Linked DNA regions of Sus scrofa: region 2 is linked to region 1. The links are chromatin contacts, called in public Hi-C maps. All regions are on one chromosome and are shown on one strand. Each heading gives the region's core, a stretch centred on a gene start, on an enhancer-like site or on the middle of the called end of the contact. The rest is flanking DNA. Distances are from core to core; before and after follow the strand shown. Region 1 has its middle 150 kb from the start of NECTIN3. Region 2 has its middle 350 kb from the start of NECTIN3.

What was found. A called contact is a pair of places that touch in the nucleus more often than the background predicts.
Region 2: a contact with region 1 is called in a Hi-C map of liver, with 5 times the contacts expected there. The contact joins two enhancer-like sites. A contact is called at or near these places in 1 of 5 promoter capture datasets (liver) and 4 of 47 Hi-C or Micro-C datasets (liver and skeletal muscle).

What each region holds. Positions count from the first base shown.
Region 1 is chr13:148,725,553-148,732,272 of Sscrofa11.1, reverse strand. No RefSeq gene overlaps it. Among named protein-coding and RNA genes, the nearest start is that of NECTIN3, 150 kb to the right of the region's middle. Within about 2 kb of position 1,897, at least 2 of the 83 cell types and tissues checked have an H3K27ac peak or open chromatin away from gene starts, as enhancers often do. A contact at or near this core is called in liver, where this site is marked.
Region 2 is chr13:148,929,548-148,935,935 of Sscrofa11.1, reverse strand. No RefSeq gene overlaps it. Among named protein-coding and RNA genes, the nearest start is that of NECTIN3, 350 kb to the right of the region's middle. Within about 2 kb of position 2,780, at least 3 of the 83 cell types and tissues checked have an H3K27ac peak or open chromatin away from gene starts, as enhancers often do. A contact at or near this core is called in liver, where this site is marked.

The DNA.
Region 1 (6,720 bases), core at 648-3,147:
CATTAAGTTCAAAACATTGAATGTTCTATTTCTTCATAGGTGCTCTTAATACATAGAGAGACTTCAGAGAATACAGAGGAAACAATTTGCACATTTGTTCCTTTCCATCCATCCTATGATGCAAAGAAAAATGCAGATAGTGACCTATCGTATTCAACTTTCATGTCAGTGACTAAGATAAATATGTAGAAGATAGGCATATCAGTGATGCCAGGAAGAGAAAGGCATGATGAAAGACAAAATCAGGTTCAGACTGATTTCAAGAGGTTGAAACAATATATAAACACCAATAGGAAGAAATGTAAGAGATAACCACTTATTGATCTATTTATTTGCCTAACATATATTTACGGAGTACTCCTACATAATGATGTTGTGTGGGTCAGGAGCAGAGACATAAGACATGCATCCAATCCCAAGGAACTACAGTAATGGAGTATTTATACTATACCTCTCAGTTCATAAAAAATTTTAAAAAAATAAAAAAAACAAAAACAAAAAACAGAGAACTAGAAACCTTGAGTGATTTGTCCAACCCCAAACAACAATTCAGTGAAAGAGACTGGACCAGATCTAAAGTACAGGGAAATCCCTACTATTCCACACAACTATTGCATGGATAAGAAAAGACAGGTATAAAAGAAGCATTTTAAAAGGAGTAATGAACAAGAAATGGTTTTCTTCATCTTCCCTGCTCTTTTCTCCCATACATGTTGAATAAAATATGATTAGGGTGACTGTCTGGCACACAAGGGAAAATGGCCAGAGCAGAACTAGCACAAGATTGCTGGGGTAACACAGAAAACAAACATGTGATTACCAAAGGGGAAAGGGAGGGGGAGATAAATCGAGAATGTAGGATTAACAGATACGCACTTACTATATATAACATAAACAAGGACCTACTGTATAGCACAGGGAGCTGTATTTATATTTCACTGAATCACTTTGCTATACAACTGAAACACTGTAAATCAACTATACTTCAATTATAAAAAGAAGATTGCTAGGGAGCATTCATCTGGAAAAATTCACGAAGAGAGTTCCTGCCTGCTTTTTCTGGGGTAGTGAATGGAGCCCTTGATTATGGAACATTAAGTGCATGACTATGGTTGTGTCAGTCCCTCCCTGGTGTGATCAAGAGCTAGACTATAAGACCTATAATGACAGAGGATCCATGGCCCTTGGGAGAGGCCAGGAAGCTATGCTGTTGGTCATGATTAGCTTGTCCTCAACCTCCACACGGAAGTACAGATAATGGCCCTGTTATACTTTCCAACAAGATACCTCCAGGGCTTTTCAAATCAATGTCCCTTTCCACTCTGCCTTAGGCAAACATGAATGACTCTTGTCAGTTATTACTCAACCATTCCTAACTGTCCTCCAGCATCAAATACAGTGATGCTGTGACTAGCCACATAACTCTTACAGGTTAAAATAATCGATTACGGTGCCTAAACACCACTTATTGATTTGGGAAAAGAGGAAAGAACTGAGTAAAAGATTAACTTGACTGATTCTCTGAAAGCTACTCTCATGTGAAAAGAGCTAATTTCTTACAAAGTTCCATGGAAACTGGCTACAGCCCAAAGACTAAAGCCATCAATCACCATCACCTGCAATGCTTGGACCCCAGTCCCCAAGCAAATTGGGGAGGGACTGAAGCTACTCCCAGGCTGAAACTCCCAGAGATGACAGCATAAAGCTATAGCCAATGTGCTATGTGTCATTTAGGTTTTGTATTTCGGCCTCTGAACACACCAGAGGAGTTGGCACTTCACTAATTATACAGTTTAAAAGCCCACAACCCAAAGAGCAGGAATACCTCTCATGGAGTCTGATAAAGAACCCTGATATATTTTTGCACACTGCCCTAAAAAGAATGGGTGTGGGAGAGGTACAGCCTGCACATCTGCCGCTGATCTTATGCCAATGAATTTTCCAGAAAGCTATTCTGGTAGGCCTTGTGTGACTGCTGTTTTGCAATTCATCTTTATTTGCACAACAGAGATACAACAATTTATCACTGGAACAAGAATATCATAAAAGTGAAAGAGAACATTGTTACTATTTAGACCTGGACAGCAGTACTGTCCGTGGAAATCCAAGACATGCAGTCACCTTAGATACAGTAGTTTTCAAAGGAGAAAAGTCAATCAGTGAAAGGCCTGGAATCCTGGACATCTTATAGGCACACTGAAGACATTCAGCATGGAGAGAAACCTGATAGTCCTAGGCCACTGATGTGAATTTGTGTATACTGAGGGCAATGTAAACTTACTTAAGGGGCCGAGTGAAAGGTTTATTCTCTCCTGCTCCAAAGTAGAATTATGATCAAGATGCAGATTCAGACTCAACATAAGAAATCAAGTATCAAAGCTACTCAACAACAGAGGAGGCTTGCTCACTAGAGCATTCTCCTCACTCCCTGAAAGCATTCAACCTGAGGAAGAGTGGATACCTCTCAAGGGTACAGTGGGTGTTTCCTACAATGAGCGAGGAATTACATACACAGCTCCTAAGACCCTCTGAAGATTATAATTTGCAAATGGCTATTATCATGAAAAAAAACACAGTATCTCAGAGTTCCCTGGTGGCCCAGCAGGTTGGAGATCTAGTATTGCCACTACTGTGACACAAGTTCGATATCTGACCCCAGAACTTCTGCACAGTGTGGGTGCAGCAAAAACAGAAACAAAAACAAACAAACAAACAAACAAAAAAAAACAACTGTATATATATATATATATATATATATATATATATATACAGTATCTTGTTGGTTTTATTATTTCAAGAATTTCATGCACTAGTAACATTCTACACTCAAACCAAGGCAGAGATATAATCTAATGCAGGAAAGGAAAATTAGAAATTTTCCAGTGTGTGACTGGTCATCGGGACAGGCCACGAAAGGCAATATAATTCTATGTCTGATTTGCATGCATGAAGGAAAATCATAGTGATATACTCTTACCAAGGATGTAATTAACTAGCATTACCTCAAAAATGTGAGAGTTCAGAATCCCATTCAAAATCTGTTTACTTACACAGAATTAAAAGATTTAAGCACTAATTGAACAATGACGAAATTTTATTAACTCTTGATTCCTTTGGCTAAATGGCATATTTGTGTATAATATTAAACCTTTTGAAATAAGGTTGAACTTTGACTAAATTATGAAGGTGGTAAAATTTGTCTTCAAATAAACTTCACCTCCCTTTTCTCCATACTGTCCTTAAGGCAAACTTCCTTCAAAATTTCCAAATATTTCCTACTTCTCCTTTTTTCTCTTTCACTCTCAGGAAAGGGTTAGAATCCAATCAGATTACCTACAATTAAAATGACCAAGAAAGCTGACATCTATCATCTACCAATTATTTTATATTTTAAACACATTGAATTCAGTGTGATAAAATTCTAATAATGGAATTCCAGGTATCAGTCTTATGAACTAAGAGCTATTTGGAGAAGAATTCTTGGCTTCTGAATTTTTACTATGTAGAAGGCTACCAATTCTTCATGCAAGTTAATCCTGTCGACATTTATCTACTCTAGTAACACCAAAGTAAGGCCTTTATGGTCTTCATTCGTTAATAACATCTCTTGGCGCATCTGAAGCAGGAGATAGATGGGTCCCAGGCTGAGCAACTGTAATCAGTTCCCTGTGGACAGCTAACTTCAAGATTAAAGCTGCATCCTGCTTAGATAAAAGATAAAGACCATCTATTTCTCATTCTTGAGGTCCAGGAGACCTCCAGAACTACACACTCGCAGAAAGGTTCCTGAGGGGTCAGGGAAAGGAGGGGCATCAGACCCTAGCACACCCTGTCAACTTCCCAGAGACCCTTGAGCAAAACCCATCCTGAGGGTAGGGCCCTGAGTCAGGCCAAAGCCAGGAAAGCAAGACAACTGGACAGAGAAAGCCAGAAGGACTGCCCCCATAGGAGTGATTTAAACAACCTCCAAATCATGCCTTGGCTCCCTTCCTCTTTCTTCCTCACTTCCTCTATCTGTCTCTGTCTTTCTCTCTCCTTTTCCACCACCCCACAGCCCAGCCTGCCTGTGCCTGTATTTTCTCCACACCAATCTTCTCTCTCTTCTCTCTTTAAATAAACACATATTTGCCTCCCTAAATTTTTTCTTTTAAAAAATAGCTGGGTATTTATTCAGAAGTTATGTGCTAAGCATCATGCTAATCATATATATTATCTTCTAATCATCACAACCAATATAAATTATATATTATTGTCACAGCACAGATAAAACTTAAGGAAGTTAGGTGAAGAAGGTTGAGAAATGTGTTTAAAATTATATGGGCAAGTGGTATGGTTGGAACTTATTCCTTGGTATGTCAAATACCCAATTCTGGGCCCTCAACCTGTGGGTTCTATGCCACATTAGCATGCTGAAACTATCCACAAGTACTTCAAATGTGTGTACTGAGAAAAGGCATAGAAATGACAGACTGCCTTCTCTGTAACTTGTCCAATATCTCATATCTTGTTTTCTTCTACCGATGCTTATGCCTGGTAAATTTAATCAGAACTCACCCATATATTTTAGGACTCAAGCTTTAATACCTTTTCCTTCTACACCACCTTGCCCCCACTCACCCCCTCCCCTTTTTTTAGAAATGCATGAATTTAACATCTCATTCTTCTTTTTGATTAAATTATTTTTTGGTAAAAATGATTTCTTTATTCTGAAAATTGAAACTTATGACTTCCTTCCTTCCACTGACCCATGTAAACAAAGTTTGGATGATTTAACAGAAGAAGTGAATCAAGTATCTCCATATTAACCCAGAGGGGAGGAGAGTAGAAATGAAAAAGTTCTACCTGATCAGTATCGAATATCTGACCAAACTGTATGGTCACCTAGGCACCTCCACTTTACTGCCTATTAATGAGGAGAAATCAAAAAGATGGTTGCAGATTTATTCCAGGTAAGCCCAAGATTGAGTTCCATTTTGGACAAGTTACAGAGAGGTACACCCACACTGAATGTGAAAAGGGAAGTCTGTGATCACTGTAGAAAGAAAGCAGGTAAATCTTTGGAACTTTGGCTGGGTCCACTGAAAGATGAGAGAAAGAAATACACAGTACTTATTAAGAAAGGATAGCAACAGCTGGGCTGTGTATGGATCAGCTCCCCCTGCAGTGTGGAATGGCAATCTTAGATCCATTCAAAGGCAACATCAATAAGCCCCAGGTATTTCTCTAGTGGACCCTGGCTGCCAAAAGGGAGATTTGGCTCTTCTCAGGGAGATTTCTCTGAGACAGGTAACCTTCAGTAGGAAGGCACTAATGAGGCATTGACTAGTGTTCAGGCTCTTAAGGCAACTTACTAGACACGGAAAAACTTACCCAAAGAAATCTGGATAAATGTCTTCTGTCAGCCATGCTGCCCTGGAAAACTCCCTTTGTCCTATGTTGAAATCAAGCAAGAACTTAAGGAGAATTTGGTGATGTGGCAGTAGGTACTATAGATTAAGGTAGACTCCTTTATAAAAATTGTCATAGTGAGAATAAAGGCTAATCTAGGCAACAGGCATAAACCCCAAGACCATAAGTAGCAATCAAGGTGTCTGGTTTTACAGGTCTTCAAAGCTGGATGTGATGACCTTGCTGCTTGATAATGAATTTTTGATTGGCTCAAAAGCATTGGAGGTTCATTTGGTTGAGTTGTGTTTAGCAGTCATACCACTCAAAATGGAAAGTAAATATGACTTCCTCACCGAAGCTGAGTCATCCTCTCTCTTCCTCCAATCCAAATACAACTGCTTTGAAGAGAAAGCTGATTAGAGGTAAAGCCAAAGTCCCCCTATCCCCAAAGGCTATATGTACCAGCCCAAGTATGCTGAGGAACAGTGGAAAGAGAAGAACTCAAGTTGGATGCTTTGCTTGATACGTAGAACAAGACACCATACTAGCCAGCCCCAAGGGGGGAGGAAATACCTGGATTCAGATCATAGGGTTTGAGCAGCATTCATAGAGAAGAAGGGAAGCTAACCTGACCTTGCAGGTGGGGCCCTTTGGAATGGTTCAATGTACTGTCACTGTGGCTTGCACTGCTGAATGTGTAACTGGCATTAATATCTTCCATGCCTGTACAGTGAAGGCTTATAAGTGCCAGAAGGTATTCTCCTATTCAGGAACTATGGCATGTAGAGAAATACTAGAAAAACATGTAAGTCATTCTCCAATCTATGTTCCTTCCCAGGTGGTCAAACAGAAACAACAGAATCCAAAGAGAAAAAAAAGAAATCACAGTCCTGATTGAGGACCTAAAGGCAGAAGGAACAGTGAAAGACGCTACATCCCTAAATGGCTAATGGAAAAGGCCAGCATGAGCTGGCGGTTTAAAATAGCTTCATCATCAATGAATTCAGTAGTTGCTCCCATAGCCCTGGCTCTTTCAGACACTGTGATTGGAACTGAATCTACTGCATAGACTAATGGTACTTGATATGCTGCCTAGGACATTGCCAATGACTTATTTTCTATGAACTGCCACCTGAATGCCAAAACCAACTCACATTCCTGTGACTAGGCTTCCAGCATATAACCATCAGGTCTAACTAACCTCCACTGCTCTTTGCCACCAATGAGTGGGTTAGAACTTAGTGCAAGTGCCTTTACCTTATAGTGTTCAGAGCTTTCACTCTGAAGTTGGTATCCTGTGGGTTGGCAAGGCAAAGGCCTCAGTCTAAATGG
Region 2 (6,388 bases), core at 1,531-4,030, 200 kb before region 1:
AGAAACCCAGAGCTGGGCTCCTTTCCTTTACCCTGTTCCCTCTTCCTGCCTCCCTTGTTTTGGTTCTCTTCTTTCCCCTCCTTTTCCTACCTGTATTTCAGTTTGACCAACAGCATCTACAGAGAAAGTTTCCTTAGCTGGCAACACTCAGGATGCAGGAGGATGCTAATCACTACTCCCCCACTCCCCACCCCCATGTCAGCAGGTCTGCAGATGAGCCCAGCAGGGATTGTGGCCTCAGAGAACTAGCTCAGTCCACCTTCTGGATCTTATCCAGTTTCTTCTCAGCCAGGAGTGTGCTAGGACTATTGCAAACTATTTTCAAAAGTGCTTTCAGACAAAGACTCACTGTCTCCTCACATCTGCCCTGAGCTCCCCTGACCACCTTCATGGCCTTGCTCCACCTGGGACAGCATGCACGCCCTGGCAGACAACCAGAGGTAGACATAACCACATCCAAACCAGCTTTTCATTTGCCTTTAACCAAGACATAACTGGCCACTGATATGAATGAAATAACACTTCTCTCTTTATCTGAGTGTAGTAAAGAGTGGAAGGAAAGTTCAAACTACTTCAATCCACGCCCCAACCCCCAGCTTTACTTTCTCCTGTATGAGAAAGTGGTATCCACACAATGGACTGCTGTAGGGATTACAAGGTGGTGAAAAGCCAGATCTCCTGGCTGAAATCAAGTCTCAATACTGCCCCTTCCCAGCTGTGTAACCTAAGCAAGTTGTGTCACTTTTCTGAGTTTCATGTCTCTCATCTCTAACACCAGAAGAATAAGAGTATCTACCTCAAAGACTTTATATCTCAGGATTAAATGAACTGAATAATGTAAGGCACATACAAAACCCTATACAAATATTAGCTTTTACTAGGTAAAGTAACTTGCATATAGTGGATACTTAAAGTACAAGCTCTTCTTTCTGTTCATTTGTAGCAAGTTAGTGGAAGGTAAAATGGGCAGGAGAATGACAGCTCTGCAGTTGTCGACTAGGGAATGCCCCTTCCTTTGGCCAGAATTAGAGAAATTTCAGCCCTGCTCCAGCTCTAAAAGCACCATATCTACTAAAAGCATCAGTAGAAATAATATGATCTGTGATCTGATAAACTTCAGCACTATGCACTGAAGGCTTCCCAAAGAGAACACCAAAAACATTAAAGACTGTTCCAAAAAAGGCAAAAACAGGTGCTATTATCAAGATCACTTTTGCAGCAGACCATGATCTATGGACTCTATTATATAAACTGTATAATCAGGGAATTTTCGATTTGACAAAAAAAAAGAATCCAAGAATCTTTTAACCTAGAAGGTGGACATGGGGCCAAGTGGACTTGGGAAAGATCTGTTGTTACTCTACCTCCTACAAGTCAGTGCAAAATAAAACTTGGGGAAATAGATGAATAAAGGTAGCTTTTGTCTTTACATATGGCCCTACCCTTGTTAATAGTATTTCTCTCCTACCTAGAAGGAGGGTTCAAGATTCATTTTGATCATGAGCACATTTCTAGGTTGATCAAACTGATGGTAGGAAACTAAAAGTACAATTCCCAGTAAATCTCCCACCCTCCAATTACTAAAGTTTGGAGGAACAATTCATTTTCAAGATTAAACTCATCTGGAGCCAACTGACTTAGATAATAATGTTGATACTGATAAAGATAATGACGGCTGATGTTTATTCAGTGCTTGCTATATATCAGGCACCACCATCCAAAACATTTTCCGTGTATTATCTCACCTAATCCACTTATATGATCTCACTCAATCCTATCATAACCTAATGAGCGGAAACTATACTTATTTCCATTTTACTAAGAGGAAGTTGGTTCAGAGAGTGAAACATCAAGCAGCTGAAAAGAATAATTTTTTTTGCCTAGTAAGAAGGCAGATAAGGCAACTCCAAAAACACTTTGCAGTGAAATATGAAAGCAAATGAATTAGGTCAGGCTTTGTCAACAGCAGGAGTATCATAATATAAAAATCTGAATATTCGTTAATTTTTATGGTAGCAATATTGACTTTAAATACCAACGACACACTAATTTGCAAAGTCATATAATTCTGCCCTTAGAAGCCAAAGACTAAGAAAATTCACAAGCGTCAACCAATATTCAGTTTTATTTGTGCTAGACTAGATCCTCCCAATCCAGTTTATAAACCAGGAACCCTTTCACAACAGATAAAGATCAGAACACAGTTTAATCATTCTTTTCCTTTCACAAAGGAACAAGTGACAAGGCTACTGGCCAGTTTATATAACAGGTAATATGACCTTCAAATTTCTCACTGCCCTCTGGTTATCAAGAAAGTTAATTATTATCAAACCCCCAGCTCTCAAAGGGAAGTCAAAAATCAGCTTGTTCCAAAGCCCTTGCTAGTAAAATAATGCAGGTGAAAAACGGCAATTGTATTATGAACCAAATTCTTGGTGCTCTCAAATAACACAGATAACCTTAGGAAGTCAAAATTTTTTAGAAAAGTTGCTACATGGGGCTGGGGGTAGGGGAGATGGATGTTTGGGAGTGAATTACGTAAGAACCACAAAGACAGATAGTTCTGAATAGATAATCAACTATTTCTACGGCCAAATGATAGAGCTTGAGTAATGTATGTTAAAGCATTGGTTAATGAAGAGCTAATTTAATAAGATCAACCACTCTTAATGTGCCTAGAATTTTAAAAGCTATCTGGCAGTGTCTAAAGGAGAAATTACCATTAGAGATCTGAATGCTTTGGAATTCATGTCCTGCAGAGACCCTTCCATGCTTAGAACCTATCTGGAGCATAGCAAAAGGGCACAGTCCACGTCCCGACACACAGGGATTTGTAGGGGGAGAGAAAGTAGAGAAGGAAAGAGAGGGAAAGAGATAATAAAGAATGAATTTCAAAGAAAAGCCAATAGTCAGAATATTCTTTTAATTGAAGTATATTTAATTTACAATGCTGTATTAGTTTCAAATGTACAGCAAAGTGATTTTGTTTTATACACAAACACATATTCTTTTTCAGATGCTTTTCCATTTTAGGTTATTACAAGATATTGAGTATAGCTCCTTGTGCTATACAGTAGGTCCTTGTTGTTTACCTGTTTTATATATAGTAGTGCATATATGTTAACCCAAACTCTTGATTTATCTCTTCCTTCCCCCAAGCTATCCCCTTTAAGTTTGTATTCTAAGTCTGTGAGTCTCAGAATATTTTATAGTTTATAGAATCATTTGAAGAGTTCAAACCCTTGTTTGCATGGGATTTTGGAAAAAATGGATTTTTTACTAAAGCTAAATGATTAGTGAATTGTATTTTCACACAGATCAAAGAAAGAATAATCACAGTAACCTTTAATATTTTCACAAATGACTTGCTTGGTTTTGAATATATGGAGTGATGTGGATTTAGTAGCTTGTGAAAGAATTCTAATTTATAAATCCAATTTGTTCAAATGAATTAGGAAAAATAAAAATAACCTATTCAAGAACATTTTCGAACATACTTGAGCCAAAAAAGAAAAAACTTTGTAGTGAAGCTGATAGCATATATGAAGATTTGACTGTGAAGTACTGATTCCATAAGACACATTCAAAAATCAAACAAAAAAAACCATTTTAATTCATGAATTAATCACATTATCATATCACGATACAGAAAAAGCACACTAAATAACATATATAACTTAGAATTCCAAAAGTATGATTCTTCAATGACTCTTTTCTGGCAAAAAAGAGTCAGAGTGTCAGCTATGTTTGCAACAAGGTCAATTGCTTGAGTGACATGGAAAGTGTATGTATCACATACCACACTTCCGGAAGAAAAGGCAATGCCTCTTTCAAGTTGACAACTTTACAGTTATCTCCTTTTACAACAGTGATTACATTTGGGTTTTACATTATGGGTGCAATGAAGCTGGAATTTACTGCCTGAATAATAGATCAAAGCAAATCAGAAACTAATTAGTTCATAGAGCAAAGGGCCGCTTATCTGAATGACTTGGTTTATGGAACATAAAGGAACAGGAAACCCTTGAGTTAAAATAAGCTTTTGAAATGAAGAGGAAATCCTACATCCAAGAGCAGTTTATCAGTAGGGAGGAAATCAACTACATCTATTCTTTTCTTTTGCAAATTAGGTCCCTTTCTTCCTCAGTACTAAACTTCCTAATCTGAGAATCCATTTCCCTTCATTGCATACGTTTCTCTGGAGGCTGAATATTCATTTTCTGGATATTAGATACCCTATTTACCACAGCCTGTAGCCTGGAGACATTTGCTGTGCAGCGTTTTTCCCCTCCCCTTTCAGCACAGAATTTTACAGTAAAAATGACTGATAAAGGAAGTGAGTGACAGACCCCTACTGGGCAGCCAGTGATCACTACACATTTCTATTTTATATTATTATTATTTAGCATATTAAGTGCCCACTCTATCATCATTGTGGGTGACTTCTCAGGGGGTAGCAGAGCACTCAGCTTTAGGAGGACAGGGTTTAATATTAGGTTGAAAATGGTTAACAACAGGCTGAAGGTCTAAGGAAAACACATCTAGAAAGTCAACCAGAGGGATTTTTATTTTAATGAAAAAGAATAATGAAAAGCCCTCTGCAGGGAGAGCAAATTTGACAAGGTTATTTAAACATATATGCAGGCTTTAATATTTCAAAAGAGTTTTTTTAAAAAAATAATGGGATTTAATCTAATTTGTGGGTTTGGGCCTGAGTCACAAGGTGGTTGCAAGATAGTGTTAGAAAGGAAGATTCCTTTGCCAAGGAAGAGCTTAGAATAGATTTTAAGGTGTTTGAATTGGATGAAGACTTAGAGACAATCTATATTGACCTTATCACTCATTGGACAAGATGCAGAAGCCCAAAATATGTGAAATGAGTTCCCCAAGGCCATGCGGTTAGTAAGTAATAGAGCTGAACTGAGAGTGACCATAGAGTGAGCATTTACGCAGGTCATGTGGGTTAGTAACCTTATTCCCACTATCCGTAATCCTCAAAATAGTCTGTGAGCAAGTGTTATTACTGCCAGTCTAGCAAAGAAACAGAAACTCAAAGGAATCACATAATTTACCAAAGGTCACACAGCTAGAAACAGGTGAGGCACATATTTAACCTATATGATCTCAAGGATGTCTTCACCTCTCACCTCAACAGAAGGCAGAGCTCTCTATTTTCCACAAGCCTTCAGCCTCCAGGACACCAGGGTTCTGCAGATCCATCCAGGCTCTGTCTACTAAACCTATCACGTCTTGCTTCTAGTTACTGGTGCTGTGATTATCAACCTCCCTGACTTGATATCTTGAACCCACCCTAGTTTTCACTTCAGCCCTAATGCCTGCAGATGTTAGATTCTATTTCCTTTGGCCCCGGCCTGGGATGGCTCCCACCACTTAGCTCTTCCAGGTCCAGCTCCTGAGACCGCAGTGCAAGCCCATGTCCCTGGTGCAGAATCAACTGAGAGGTAGGTCAGAGGGTAACAAAATCTACTCGATTTTAAACACAAGCGTAACGAAAGTGAGGTAGAGACCTAATGACTCTCAGGAGCTGGTCAGAGCTCCAGCCAGGACACACCTGATAAGTAACTGAAGAACTAAAGAAAGGGCCAAGACTAGCTTTTCAGACAGTTATCATGGAAAAGAGAGAAAAGAGGAGACATACAAATCCCAGGGAGAAAGTTGGGAGAAGGAAGGGATCTGGGACAAATCTGACAGCCCAATGTTTCAGGCTGAGGCCCAGTGACAAAACACAACCCTAAAGCCCCTCTCAGGGTGGGGCAGAAGCTCCTGCCTTGAGAACAGCTTCAGAACTCAGAGCAAGTGGGAGCAGGAACTATGTACTGCCCCACAAGTGAGGAACTGGGGAGGGACAAGGCAGGGGGCCCAAGGAAGGTCCTGACATACTGTCCCTTCTTCCCCTTGTGATGGCATGACAGATAGGAGATGGGCAGTACCTCCTCTTTTCAGTGAACAGTTGTCCCCATCATGGACAAGAGGCTTAGTCTGCGGTCTAGATAAAGTTAATCTGCTTTGTTACCAGCTACCCTTCTCATTTCTTGAAGACACTGAACAAATCATGGCAGAGTTACCATGGCCTCTGGGCCCCTTTCCTGATCAACTTGGTAACTGTGTGCCAGATGTGGGCAACCAGACCTCTTTTGTTTGTTTTAGTGGTGGTTACCCTGAGAATGCTGGGCATGCATGGTCGTTGCACTTAGCTACAAGAAAGCCCACAGCTCCTGTGATTCTGTGGATAAGGCTCTCCAGAGCCCCTGCTTAGGTCCTTCTTTCTTATTGCAATGTTGGGTTTAGTATCTATCTCATTATTTGAAAAGGCACTGGGATATCAGGTAGCACATCAGGTATAGACCACTTGATCCAGTTCAGATTC